3 separate regions of the Mus musculus genome follow, and regions 2 and 3 are each linked to region 1. A link is a contact called in public Hi-C and HiChIP or PLAC-seq data. All regions are on one chromosome and are shown on one strand. The core of a region is the stretch at or near the end of the contact, and the rest is flanking DNA. Distances in the headings are between cores, read along the strand shown.

Region 1 (4,075 bases), core at 427-2,926:
TGGGGCTGAACTGGAAAGAATATCATGAACTTTATGGGACAGAACAGGAAGAGTTCTCAGCGAGAGATCGAGGCATTTTTTTTTTTTTAGAGGAGTAGTAGATACTGAGAAACAGATAATTCAGTGATTATATCACCCCACACAAACAATCCTATGGGACATTAATTATTGGTTCACTTTACATATTAATAGATCCCAAAACTCTTCATAGCATCGGAGGTGCTTCTAGAGGCCAGAGTTGGATACCACTCTGGGGGAGTTCACAGCATTGCCAAATCAAAGTCTATGAGAAGACTTGGGATGGAGAAATCTGCTTGACTACATCAGAAAGAATGTAGGAGGAAACAAATGCTGACATATTGGCAGCTGTGTATGAGAGACTCTGTTGATGAGAAAAATTATCCTTCTGTGGCATATTCATGCTCTGTGGGTAGGGCAGTAATAAACACCAACTTGTGCTTCCACCTCTTCTTGGGACAGTCATACTTCTCCATTTGCTTCAGCATCCATGCTTGCATGAAGATATATTGGATAGTGTCATTCTCTGCATAGCAGATTTGGAAATCAGGATATACTTTGATCCAGAAGTAATTCTATTCTAACACTATTAAGATAAAATCTTTTGGAAATGACCTAGACATTGATGACATAAAGGCAAAAATTACAAAACAAGATTAGTGCCAAGGGCAAGATATTATATATAGACTGATATTGAACTTTAGTAATTACTTGATTTATGAAAAATGATCCAAGTTAATTTCATGTTTTAAAAATCAGTGGTTAAAATTATTTCTAAATACTGTTTTCGAATACTTTCTTTTTAAGAAACATGGGTATGATATTAATAATTTGTTCTTGGAGTAATAATTAACATGGAACATTTTTATTTTAAGTAAATAAAAAAAAATCCTTCGATATTAGACAAATGCAAAGGCGTCTACTACCCAGAGCAGTGGCACCGATCACTACCTTGTAGGGAATTTGAAACAGACAAGGGTTTGTTTTTATTTGGGGTGTCATCTGCTAGTATTTGACAGTTGTACTTTTAGGGTCAGATGAAAATTGTTCATCAAAGGTCAAGTCCTGTGAGACGTTATCAGTCTCACAGCCTAGGGAACAAAGATTTGTGAGACTCGTCCTGAATGCAGCTTCTATGGAGAGGTGGAAGTGGTAAGAAACCGTTGAACCAGTGGTTAAGAAGGTAGGTCTTGTGGGCACTGATGGGAAACAGTCGTTAGGGGAAAGCTGCTTCACCACACAGGAAACAAAAACTCTTGAAAGTGTCCAGCTGTGGAAGATGAATTTACACAGATAACATTTGAAAGCCAGTGCATGTACTAAATTGGTGACCGAGAACGAACGAAATGGAGAAGGGGAGGAGCTACCAGGGCCACTGTGAAGAGAAGGTTGTTGCATGCAAGACCTCTCAGTGCTGTATGGATCACATATTTCCACGTGTCCCTCTAAAATAATGCTTAAAAGCCATTTCCTCAGACATAAAATCCAGCGACTCTCAAAAGATCCCGAAAGAAATGTCTCAACCAAAGCCATATTTTGTAATTGAATGGAACCTTGAAAGTCTTAGAATGGACGTGTTTATGTCAAGGTTAGCTATACACCAGCACTGGACGTGAATACACATGCATACAACAGAGCATTGCCATCATAACAGCGGTAGAGTAACAACGCTTCTCATTTGCAGGGAGCTGACACACTTCCGTGATTGCAAACTGTCGGGAAACTTCTATGATCTCTGGAATTCCATTCACAGATGACCAAGGAGCAAGCCCAGCCCGGAAAAGCAGAAACACTTGGGGCAGATGGCAGGGCTCAGGTTTGGACCTATCTGTGATGATGCCTGAAGATGTGGTGGCTAAACAGTCCTCACTTGCTATAGCATTTGGAAGCAGGGGTTGTTTAGTTCCCACTTCCGCCTCTCTCTCTCTCTCTCTCTCTCTCTCTCTCTCTCTCTCTCTCTCTCTCTCTCTCTCTCTCTCTCTCTCGTGTGTGTGTGTGTGTGTGTGTGTGTGTGTGTGTGTGTGTGTGTGTGTTGGGGCTATTCTCTAATGGTTGAACCATCACTGCAGTGTTCCTCCCATTTCTGTCTTTGTTTGCTTCCTCTTGGTGTTTCATAGACATTCTCTGCATATTTCATTCTTTGGAAAAGCTCTCTGGTTTTGCACATTACCCTATACCTGCTGTTATTGGTATTAATATTGTTTTATGTTATTTGAACGTTTACATAGAGTCAGTTCCTGTTAAACACTGAAACCAAATATACTCCAGCAATAATACTGTGGTTGCACCTCTAAATTTTACCCACATATAAAATCATTTGTTGTTTGCTTTGAAATGTATGAGGAAAAAAAAAAAAGAATGGTGAAGAAGTGACTTAAAGATTAAAGCAAAGTCCTTAACGATGCAACACATTTTCCTGTATTATTTTCTATACACCCAATGCATCTGTAAGAAGTTTAGTGTGTTGGTAATTCCTTAAAGGTGCACAGGTGTTACCACTAGGTTAATCTCACACATCTGAATCTGTCAGCTCCTAACTTGAGCACTTGCACACACACAAGAGCAAGCATACTCATTCTTTTTCCCTTCTTGGCTGCTCCTTGAGACCCCTTTCTTGATGCTATAGTCTAGCAGAAACTTAGCCAAATTGCCATTTCAGCTTGAATAAAAATGGTAAGCAAGGGGATCCATCCCATAATCAGCTTCCAAATGCTGACACCATTGCATACACTATCAAGATGTTGCTGAAAGGACCCAGATATAGCTGTCTCTTGTGAGACTATGCAAGGGCCTAGCAAACACAGAAGTGGATGCTCACAGTCAGCTATTGGATGGATCACAGGGCTCCCAATGGAGGAGCTAGAGAAAGTATCCAAGGAGCTAAAGGGATCTGCAACCCTATAGGTGGAACAACATTATGAACTAACCAGTACCCGGGAGCTCTTGACTCTAGCTGCACATGTATCAAAAGATGGCCTAGTCGGCCATCACTGGAAAGAGAGGCCCGTTGGAGTTGCAAACTTTATATGCCCCAGTACAGGGGAACACCATGGCCAAAAAGTGGGAGTGGGTGGGTAGGGGGGTGGGGGAGGGTATGGGGGACTTTTGGGATAGCATTGGAAATGTAAATGAGGAAAATACCTAATAAAAATATTTTTTAAAAATGGCAAGTGAGACTTTTCACTCTTCCTTTCCCTTCTCACCGGTCTAAGTCCTTCTGGAAGAAGACTGCCTGTCTGTACACCTGCCTGCTCCACCATTTTGTTCTTCAGGTTCTCAAAGCCTGCCTCAGTTCACCTCAGACATCTCCTTTAGTTCCTGTCACTGTCCCAATTACTTATTGAACACCAGGAAACCAACCACTTTGTCCTTCTTATAAGTACTTTCAAAACTTCCCAGACTATAAAAAGAATTTTTTGTATTGGTGGAGGGACTTAATAATAAATAATTCCCATGTTTTGTACCATGGCGTGACAGCAATAGTCCACACCTCCTCATGCTGTGTGGTCATTTTGGATTAGTAGTGATTTCTCTTCTCGTAGTCAAAAGGAAAGACATGTATTAATAAATAATAAATGAAATAAAATGGACAACAAAAGAATCATACAGTTTTCACAACTGTTTTTAAAATGCCAAAAATAGAAAAATTAAATAAAAAGCAAAAGCCAAAGTAAACTTTCCCACAAACCCCACAATCTTTGTTATATCTACTTTCACAGTTATTTAATTAAAAACTTGTCATGTTGAAAACTTTGCATCAGTACTGCCTTTCATAGTTGGAAGGTTCATGTGATAAATGTTGATATCTCCTGACAATTAGAAACCCAGAGTCTATGCCCGCGGTCTGGGATGTCACTGTATCCATTAAGGTGCAATGACAAACCAAAGGAGAAAGGAAGATGTTGCCATGTATGCAGGCATTTATTAGCAAGTAGGCAAATAAAGTCTGCACCAGGAAGTCTAGAGCAGTCCCAACCTCTGATCTTTCAAGGCTGGAACTTCACTAGGAAAGAATGACTTAGAAATGGCTTCAGAGACTCAGGATTCTCCTGTAAAT
Region 2 (4,075 bases), core at 1,096-3,595, 120 kb before region 1:
TCAAGTGAGTGCTGTATGTGGGTTTGAACACTCTGAGATTGGGGAAGGAGAGGGAGGGAAGGAGAGAGGGAGAGAGGAGAAGAAGGAGGAGGAAGAAGATGAAGAGGAGGAAGAAGAAATTAAAATTATTTATTTTTTACAGGATCATTCACTCTGTCGTATGCTCATGCTGTAATATTTAAAGATGTTCATTTGTGAAAATCCTTTGTCCTAAGAAGTATGTAGTTGCTGTGAGTTAGTGTTCAGTAGAGTGATCAAAGCCACCAAGACCTGGTTAGGCTGATTTCTCAGGTTGTGTAGAACTGTTGATGGCTGTGACAACGGTTCTTCCTTGCGCTGACGCCAGTAGAACATAATGGTTAAGACCCTCAAAGAGGCTAACAGGGGAAATTTAGTATATTTTAAAAAGAGAACCACAAAAGGCCTTGTGCATAATTGTCACACCAAATCATCTTCTTGGTCTAGGAAAGTACTAAGACTGTAGTGGTGGCTCTGTGTATCATCCACACACGAGGGGACCGAGACAAGGAAGAGCATCACACTTGGAAGCAAGCTTAGTCTCCAGGTAAGTTCTAGGGCAGCCTGAGCTACAGATGGAGAATCCATCGCAGAACACAAAACAACAAAATTTGCTTTACTTCTTAAAAATGACATGTAGAAGAAAACAATATTATAGTGTATGAACTATAATATTGTGTATTCCCCCGGAGTTGGACAAATGTCTATATCAAAAGGGGCTGTTAGCGTAGGTCAGTGGAGGGCTGACTGACTCGAGTATACACGACCCTTGACTGAAGAGCTAAGATTTATAAAGCAAAGTCTTTATTTAGGTCTACGGAAATGATCTCAGCTCAGTTTCAAACAATATGGACACCAGTTTCACTCTCCTGTTTGTTCATCCCTTCAGTGAGTGACAGATGGTTTCTCTGTCTTCTCTTCTATTTTTCTCCTGCTTCTCATTTATTTTTCAGTAACCTGTTTCAAAAACACCGAGAATCTGCTTCCTGGGTCTTGAGTCTGCTATTTGTTTATGTACAAATTTTCTTTTGTCCATACTTAAAAGAGATAAAAATGCTTGCATATAGAAGGAAGCTAGCAAGAATTAGCCTTAGCAACAATGTAACACAACTGGTTCAGAACGAATTTGTAGTAGGAGCCAGAAGGCTTCTGTAGTTTGAAAAGTATCAACTGGGCCTTGGGCTAGCCTCATGAACAGAATACACGGAAGAGGAGTGAAGTAGCTAGTGCTTTGGTGTATTTCTTTCACATAATTCAGAAGTTTGGACATTCCCTTCCTGTTCCTTCTGAAGATTGCTTATCATCAAGCAAACATCTAAGACTGTCTCACAGTACCCCAAACAGGGATGTTCTTTCAAATTCTGGAGATCCTTTTGTCTTGCGTTTTTGTGTATTTAAGTGACCACATCCCTACACATTTCCTGTCTTTGTCATTTTTTTCTAAACACTGTAACCTGTAATATACACTGGGCCCACAGGAAGAAATTATGTTATTTTGTTAATAATGTGCTAGCAGCAGACATTATTAAGACAGAGGAGCAATTTTTAACATCTTTTCAATCATAAACAAATGATGGTTGTAATGGCCCTGCACTGAACTAACAATTAAAATTTTACAGGCAGTATAATTATAGGTCAGGAATGGACATATATAATGTAATTAAATATCAGAATAACACTCATTTTTCCCATGATAAATAACAGAATCTACTCAAGATATATTAAAAAGAATTGTCTGCCTCATAACAAGAGCCAGTAAGGTTTCATTGCTGCCAGAGAATTTCTTCCTTCAGCTGCCCCTTTCCCACCATTTACAAATAGAATCAAATCCACTTGGCTAGACATGGAAAATTGTGTTTATAAATTCTAATTTTAGAAAGCAAAAATACAGCATTTGTCTTAGTGGCTTAACAAGTATTCATAACAACCCCACCTATAGTACATTTTTAAAAAACTAATTGAGCCCTGTTTGTTTTTGACAAAAGTCTATAGCATTTCAGAAGGCAATTTTAAGTAGAAGTTGTGTTATTATTATTATTATTATTACTATTATTATTTAAATCTAAGTAAGAAACATAAATGTTGCTTGAAAAGAGTCCCAATATTAATGAACTCTGGATTCTCAGAATAGTCTGTAGAAAAACCAAGCACACGTGATTCATCTCAAATTTTGCTTGCTGCCTGATAAATGATTTGTTGAAAACTTATTCTCACATGAGACACATGCTTTCCTTCGCAGAAAATGAGAGAATGCGCGGGCAGCTCTTGAATTGAATGGGTGCTACACCATTTGGCGTGGGCTGCAGCTGCTCCAGAGAGTTTTCAGTTCTGCTTTTCAGGGTGATGGGACATGCTTACGCCCACCTACAGATGAGCAGGCAAAACACCTCTGCCTGGGTCTAGAGATTCTTAATTCCCTCCCTAAGTACCAATCACTCTTAAAAACAGGCGGTGTGCCTATATATATGGCAAGTCTGATGACTTCACTGGATTTTCACATTTCCTAGGGGAGGAACAGTCATCTTTAGTCCTTTATATCAAAGAAGAACAGGGGTATTGGAGGACAAAATTCTGCCTCCACCCTCTGGTTATCATACCAACTCCTATAGTTCTAGACTAAAAGTTATTTCGCTAAAATGCTCAAAGCAATACCATTGAAATTAAATTTACTTTTTCCTTTAGTCATATTTTCTTTTATCATTCATCATGAAGTAATATGTTTTAAAAGAAAATTTTTCCTAACACTGTGGATTATAGTAGTAATTAGCAGTACACTGTATTTACCAAAATACTTTCTTTATTTTCATGTCATGTTGTTAATTTCCCATCTGTAATCTAAGAAGTATTCGTCTATGGCTTGATGTTCTGTGGAAAAAAATATCTTTTATGCTTGTTATAGGCTTAGTAAATTTAAATGTTCAAAATATTTGCAGTTGTAAGAGATAGAATATTTTAATTAGATTGGAACCTGCTGGACCCTGAGCCTGAAGAATGTTACCACATTCTATTGTCCTCTTCCCTGTACCCACTGGGATCATCAGAAAAAAAGAAATGCAACTCTTCTATAATCTTTTCAAAATTATATAAAATTTGCAACAGTGCTTAAGCATCCGGGAATTTCATAAATATTATCTCCAAAGAGACAGAATCGAGCACCAATAGCTCTGACAGAACAAGTGATTACAAACTACACTTCAGCAAGTGTGTGCGCGTGCGCTGTAGTGCCTCTGCAGCAAGAAAAAGCTCGGGTTTCCCTTCCCTCCAACAAGGGAAGGAACATTGAAGAGAAACAGTATTTTCATTGGAACAAAATGGACACACCTGGTAAGGGATGGCCGTGTTCGCAGAAAATGCTCCACTTGCTCTTGGTTCTCCTTGCTGAGGGTGGTCTGTACAACTCATGAGACTTCTTTCTCTATTCTAGGCAGTCCTTCCCTTTTCCACTAAACACAAATAACCTCAGGCAGAAGAAAAGAAGAACTCCCTACTCCCTGCACTCTTCTGCCTCCCACACTTACTTCCTCTGATCAGTGAGTCAAACCATACTAAGGACAGAATTTGTGAAAAAACAAAAACAAACAAACAAACAAACACCCTAAAGGGAATAAAGAAACACCCAATACATCATTACTAGAGAAGAGAAGTGTCTAAAATTATCTTTGAACACATACAAGCATACAAGATGCTCACTTCTTTTGATTTAAGAATAAGCCATTGGTAAACATTATTAAATAATCAATTATTTAGCTTCCCATGACTAATGGAAAAGATGGAGTACTTTTCGTTTGCTTTGCTTTACTTTGCTTTGTATTGGGGAGGGGCTTTGTTAGATTGAACTTCGCTGATTGTTTAGAAAGCATGTTTCATGTCCAACTCTCTGTTATTCTAGTTCTTTCTTGGCAGAGCAAATGAAGGATGTAAATGGTGCACAGCACATTGAGTTTCCAGAGGAGGAGGTTACAAAAAAGAATGAAGTGAATATCGAACTCAGGAGGCAGAGAGTCACCCTGAGTCAGAGGTGAGCCTCCTAGAGTATGTGAAATGAACATTGTGTGTG
Region 3 (4,075 bases), core at 539-3,038, 99 kb before region 1:
ATATATATATATATATATATATATATATATATATATATCCTTTAGTTCCATGTTATAAAATAAAATTAATCTTTTAAGAGTAGGCAATGTAAAAGTATGTTTAGAGCATGTATATGTTTCAAAGAAATACCTAAACAAAAATATCTATACTTCCTACCAAGAGATGTGGTTTGGGTAGAAATAGCTATTTTAGATATCCTCACAAACATATTACAATTATACTGTAGTAATGTGTTTTAGATTCAGGTTGTAGTAATGTGTTTTAGATTCAGTTATACCTTAAAGAACGGCCATACTCACTGCTTATAAACTACAAAGGAAGTGTGTCTAAGTTTATAGAGCTTTGGAAAATGTTCCCATAACGACTGTGTATTTTTTAACATTCAGCATATTTTGCTCATTCAGGACTGGAAGTTTGCTCAGAGTGACCCATAATGTTCAAGCACTTGCACAAATGTTGCACCTGGAACAAAGAGGAGTGAAGGGGGCAAAGGTCAAAGCCAAGCCTTAATAAGCATCGACTAAACAGACTTCAGACTTAGTGAAAAGTCCAGACGCCCCCTGCAGCGTCATCTTACATCTGATTTTTCTCTTTTCAACATGGAGTATAATCCATAAATACCACCAAATCACTGGCAGCTTAGCCTCGGGTTTTAGTTTAGGGTTTTGTTTGTTTGTTTGTTTGTTTGTTTGGTTGGTTGGTTGGTTTTTTGTTTTTATCTTCTAGAGACTCCCCCCACCCCTTTGCAAAGATTTAAAAATTTAACCCTTTGCATCCCCCTATTAACCAATGAATGCCACGTTAGCTTACATCTGTAACCCTTTCCAGGACAAGAGGTGCCTTGAGTGTTTCCAAGGCAGAGTGCTGGCTGAGGGATTCCTATTTGCCTAAGACGTTTTGAATAACATTCTGATGAATGACTAATGGATCAAGACGATCAAACTTCACAGTCAGCAAAAAAGTGTGTCTTTCATGCATAGTCCACTGTGGTAGACTTAAATGGACACTTAGAGGATGGCCTAGTAGGTCATCAATGAGAGAAGCCCTTGGTCCTATGAAGGTTCTATGCCCAGTATAGGGAAATGCCAGGGCCAGGAAGTGGGAGTGGGTGGGTTGGGGAGCAGGGGGAGGGGATAGGGGATTTTCAGAGGGGAAACTAGAAAGGGGGATAGCATTGAAATGTAAATAAACAAAATATCTAATAAAAAATAAGAAATATAAAAAAATGTAACTTTATTTTGAAAAAACAAAAACAAAAAAACAAAACCTTAAAAGGAATTGCCTTTCTTCCACTTACTATCACAAAGAAGTTAAATTTGCATATGAGTTTCTATATGTGCATATGAGTGCTGAAAATGTCTAAATTTGGAGACTCTTCTAACTTCAGGTTAGGTGACACAGTCTGTCCTGATAATTTTATTGGCTTAATCTCATGGCTGCATGCTTTATTATCTCTCCTTTAACCTTTATTTTCTTTTAAACAATGCTTTTCCTCCAGGAAATATAGTTGGTCAAAGGGAGAACACAGAATAAACTGGGCATCCACCTTGAGCTTAGTAACTGAGAGAAGCCTTCCATTTGGAGGTGGGCTCACTGCAGGAGCTAGATGTGAGAGAAGCTGAGGCAAATTCAGTGGCTTGTTATTTACGACATTGCAGATTTTCAGAATGCCAGAGACATCTGCATGAGCCCCTATATTTATCCTCCCATCTATTCGTATAGCACCACTTCCTTTACAGCTAAGGATATAAAATTAGAAAACACAAGAGCGGACTGGTATGGGTATGATCCATAAGCCTCTCAATGAAAGATGAGGCTAACTGTCAGTGAGCACTAATGGCTGGGTGCACAGCATACTGGATGGGAGGCGTCTACTGTACAGGAAAGATTAAGCTGGAGAAGGCTCCTAAGCAAGAAAACCAGTACAAACAGTGTCCAGGGAGAGCTGAAGGGGGACCTGGGTTTCCACTGGATCTCAATCACAGAGTCATTGCTACGTTTCACAGGACAGGAAAGGGACACCGTGAGGGCAGACATTTTGTACAGCTGCAAAGATTCCGTAACTGTCCATAATTTTTCCTGGACTTTTTTTTTTTTAACCAAAATGAAAATTAGGATTCATGAAGCAAAATCAGAATGGGAATCTCAACCACAAACTTGCAAAAATGAAAACTACTAACACTCACTTAGCTTAATGAGATGTGGCGTTATTGTTGCATTAAATACTTTTAATCGGCCTTGACCCTCACAGAATCAAGACCTGCTTAGTAGCCAATGGTACTACAGAAAAGAGGAAAATAGAAGTAGCTGAGAACTATCACCCTTATTTAAAACTGTTTCTTGATTATTTAGTATGAATGATGAAGAATTTCAATCCCAATTTAATTTAATAATCCCCGTGATCCCATTCTCCATTATTTTCTATAGCCTGGCTCTGATTCATGATTAAATCAACTCCGTGGTTCTGATGGTAAAGATAAGCTGTAGCTAGTTATAAAGTAAAACATTAGATGGCACTTTACTCTCATTTCTATTGTTAGGTCATAGTTTTGATCTCGTAAGATTTTAAACATAGTCACACAGGGTAAGGCAGAATTGGGCAAATTGGAGCAGTGAACTCATATTTGTAATTGGCTTTTCCAATTTTAAGTCAATAAGAAAAATATTTAATATGAGAATAGCTCACATGCTTAAAGACATGATGACAGTCCTCGGTCTCATGTATGGAAGTACAAGTTTGACTCACAGAGAGTTACAGTAAGCTATCCGAACTTTAATTTTCCCAAAGTTTGTAAAAAATTGACTTCATGTACTAGTGGCTTAGACCACAACTTTCAGAACTGTAAATTCTAGCAGTCCATCTTGATATTTGTATAATTTTGACACAAAAATCCTAATGAACGTTACCATTCCTAAGATGTATAAATTTTCAAACATTTGCATGAACGTAGCTCATGACAAAGCATCTCTTTATTTGTCAATCTCTATATTTGTCAATATATTTGTTACATACTAGGCTGTCCCCCATCCCAAATAATGAGTATAACCTTGAATCCAGGGCCTGCACTGCTATAAAGCCTCTATAGGATTTTCCAGTGGCACCAATAATTGATATTTACTTTCTTAATTTCTGTCTGCTTTTAAAATGTGCACCACGAGTTCAACTTTTCTTCTAAGATTTTATGTCAAAATAATGTCAGTATCTCACAGTTTGCCATTCCAAAAACATACTTAGAACATAGTACTTTTAACTGTAAAAATGAATATAAAGATAATGATTTGAGTCAAGAATTTATCCAAAAGAGCGTCTGAGTATAGCTCAGTGGTCAAATCTGTGCTTAGCACACGTTAGGCCTTGGGTTCAAGCCTTAGCACCACAACATCCCTAAAATGAGCTTGACAACAACAAAAAAATTATGGGTGCCTACCAAAGTAGATACCCACTTTCAAAGCATATATAACTAACTTCATTGAACTATATATTATGTATATACATATGTATATACATATATACATACATATCTCATCTTCTATTTCCAGTATTATTGTTAGAAAAAGTATGAATAAACATCAAGGAAAATATTTTTCATTTCTTATCATTCATTTACAATATATCAAAAAATCTTGATAATTAATATTTCCATAAAATTGAAAATGCATGCAGATAATACTAATAAATATCATGTATACATATGACATAATAATGATTTACATAAGGAATGGGGAAAATAAATATGACATTCTATCTTCCTATCTCAATTCAATTGTTATGCTACTATTTTAAGGTACTTTTTTAAAAAACAAAGCTGTGTAAGTGAATGACAATTCTTTTGGATTTTTATGATTAAATGAGAGAATCAGATCAACTAATTTACACTAAAGAATAATCATGCAGTTATTTAATGTTAAACATTTTCAATATTTTCAGCTAGTTTGGATAGGCTAGGAAGGGTAAAATACAAAGCCAGAGCTGAGGCAGAGGCTTACAATGCCTCTAGTGATTTCTGTCCCGGCCCTTCCTCTGCACATGGTCAATTAGAATTGAAAATCCTGTGCTGATTTCATTCGCTGGAA

Evidence for each region. Hi-C and Micro-C count contacts between places; a contact is called where the count stands out from the background. HiChIP or PLAC-seq counts read pairs in DNA pulled down with a chosen protein or histone mark.
Region 2: an H3K4me3 HiChIP or PLAC-seq map of the 230-238 cell line shows a contact between it and region 1, with 21 read pairs. The contact joins two enhancer-like sites. A contact is called at or near these places in 2 of 15 datasets of contacts at CTCF or cohesin (CD8 T cells and pro-B cells), 2 of 484 Hi-C or Micro-C datasets (CD4 T cells and germinal center B cells) and 4 of 115 datasets of contacts at active chromatin or transcription factors (the 230-238 cell line, the HPC-7 cell line, the SCID.adh cell line and 1 more).
Region 3: a Hi-C map of double positive thymocytes shows a contact between it and region 1, with 1.8 times the contacts expected there. The contact joins two enhancer-like sites. A contact is called at or near these places in 4 of 15 datasets of contacts at CTCF or cohesin (CD8 T cells, large pre-B cells, pro-B cells and 1 more), 24 of 484 Hi-C or Micro-C datasets (the 63-12 cell line, CD4 T cells, CD4 single positive thymocytes and 18 more) and 13 of 115 datasets of contacts at active chromatin or transcription factors (the 230-238 cell line, CD8 T cells, DN3 thymocytes and 9 more).

The regions. Positions count from the first base shown.
Region 1 is chr1:137,804,157-137,808,231 of GRCm38.p6, reverse strand. No RefSeq gene overlaps it. Among named protein-coding and RNA genes, the nearest start is that of Gm34306, 38 kb to the right of the region's middle. Within about 2 kb of position 1,676, at least 83 of the 459 cell types and tissues checked have an H3K27ac peak or open chromatin away from gene starts, as enhancers often do. A contact at or near this core is called in the 230-238 cell line, the 63-12 cell line, the HPC-7 cell line and 2 more, where this site is marked.
Region 2 is chr1:137,921,186-137,925,260 of GRCm38.p6, reverse strand. Gm4258 (a long non-coding RNA gene) reads right to left here. Exons shown (of 3, transcript XR_003948014.1): 2 at 1-4,075. Among named protein-coding and RNA genes, the nearest start is that of Gm4258, 25 kb to the right of the region's middle. Within about 2 kb of position 2,345, at least 47 of the 459 cell types and tissues checked have an H3K27ac peak or open chromatin away from gene starts, as enhancers often do. A contact at or near this core is called in the 230-238 cell line, the HPC-7 cell line and pro-B cells, where this site is marked.
Region 3 is chr1:137,903,509-137,907,583 of GRCm38.p6, reverse strand. Gm4258 (a long non-coding RNA gene) reads right to left here. Exons shown (of 3, transcript XR_003948014.1): 2 at 1-4,075. Among named protein-coding and RNA genes, the nearest start is that of Gm4258, 7.1 kb to the right of the region's middle. Within about 2 kb of position 1,788, at least 17 of the 459 cell types and tissues checked have an H3K27ac peak or open chromatin away from gene starts, as enhancers often do. A contact at or near this core is called in the 63-12 cell line and double positive thymocytes, where this site is marked.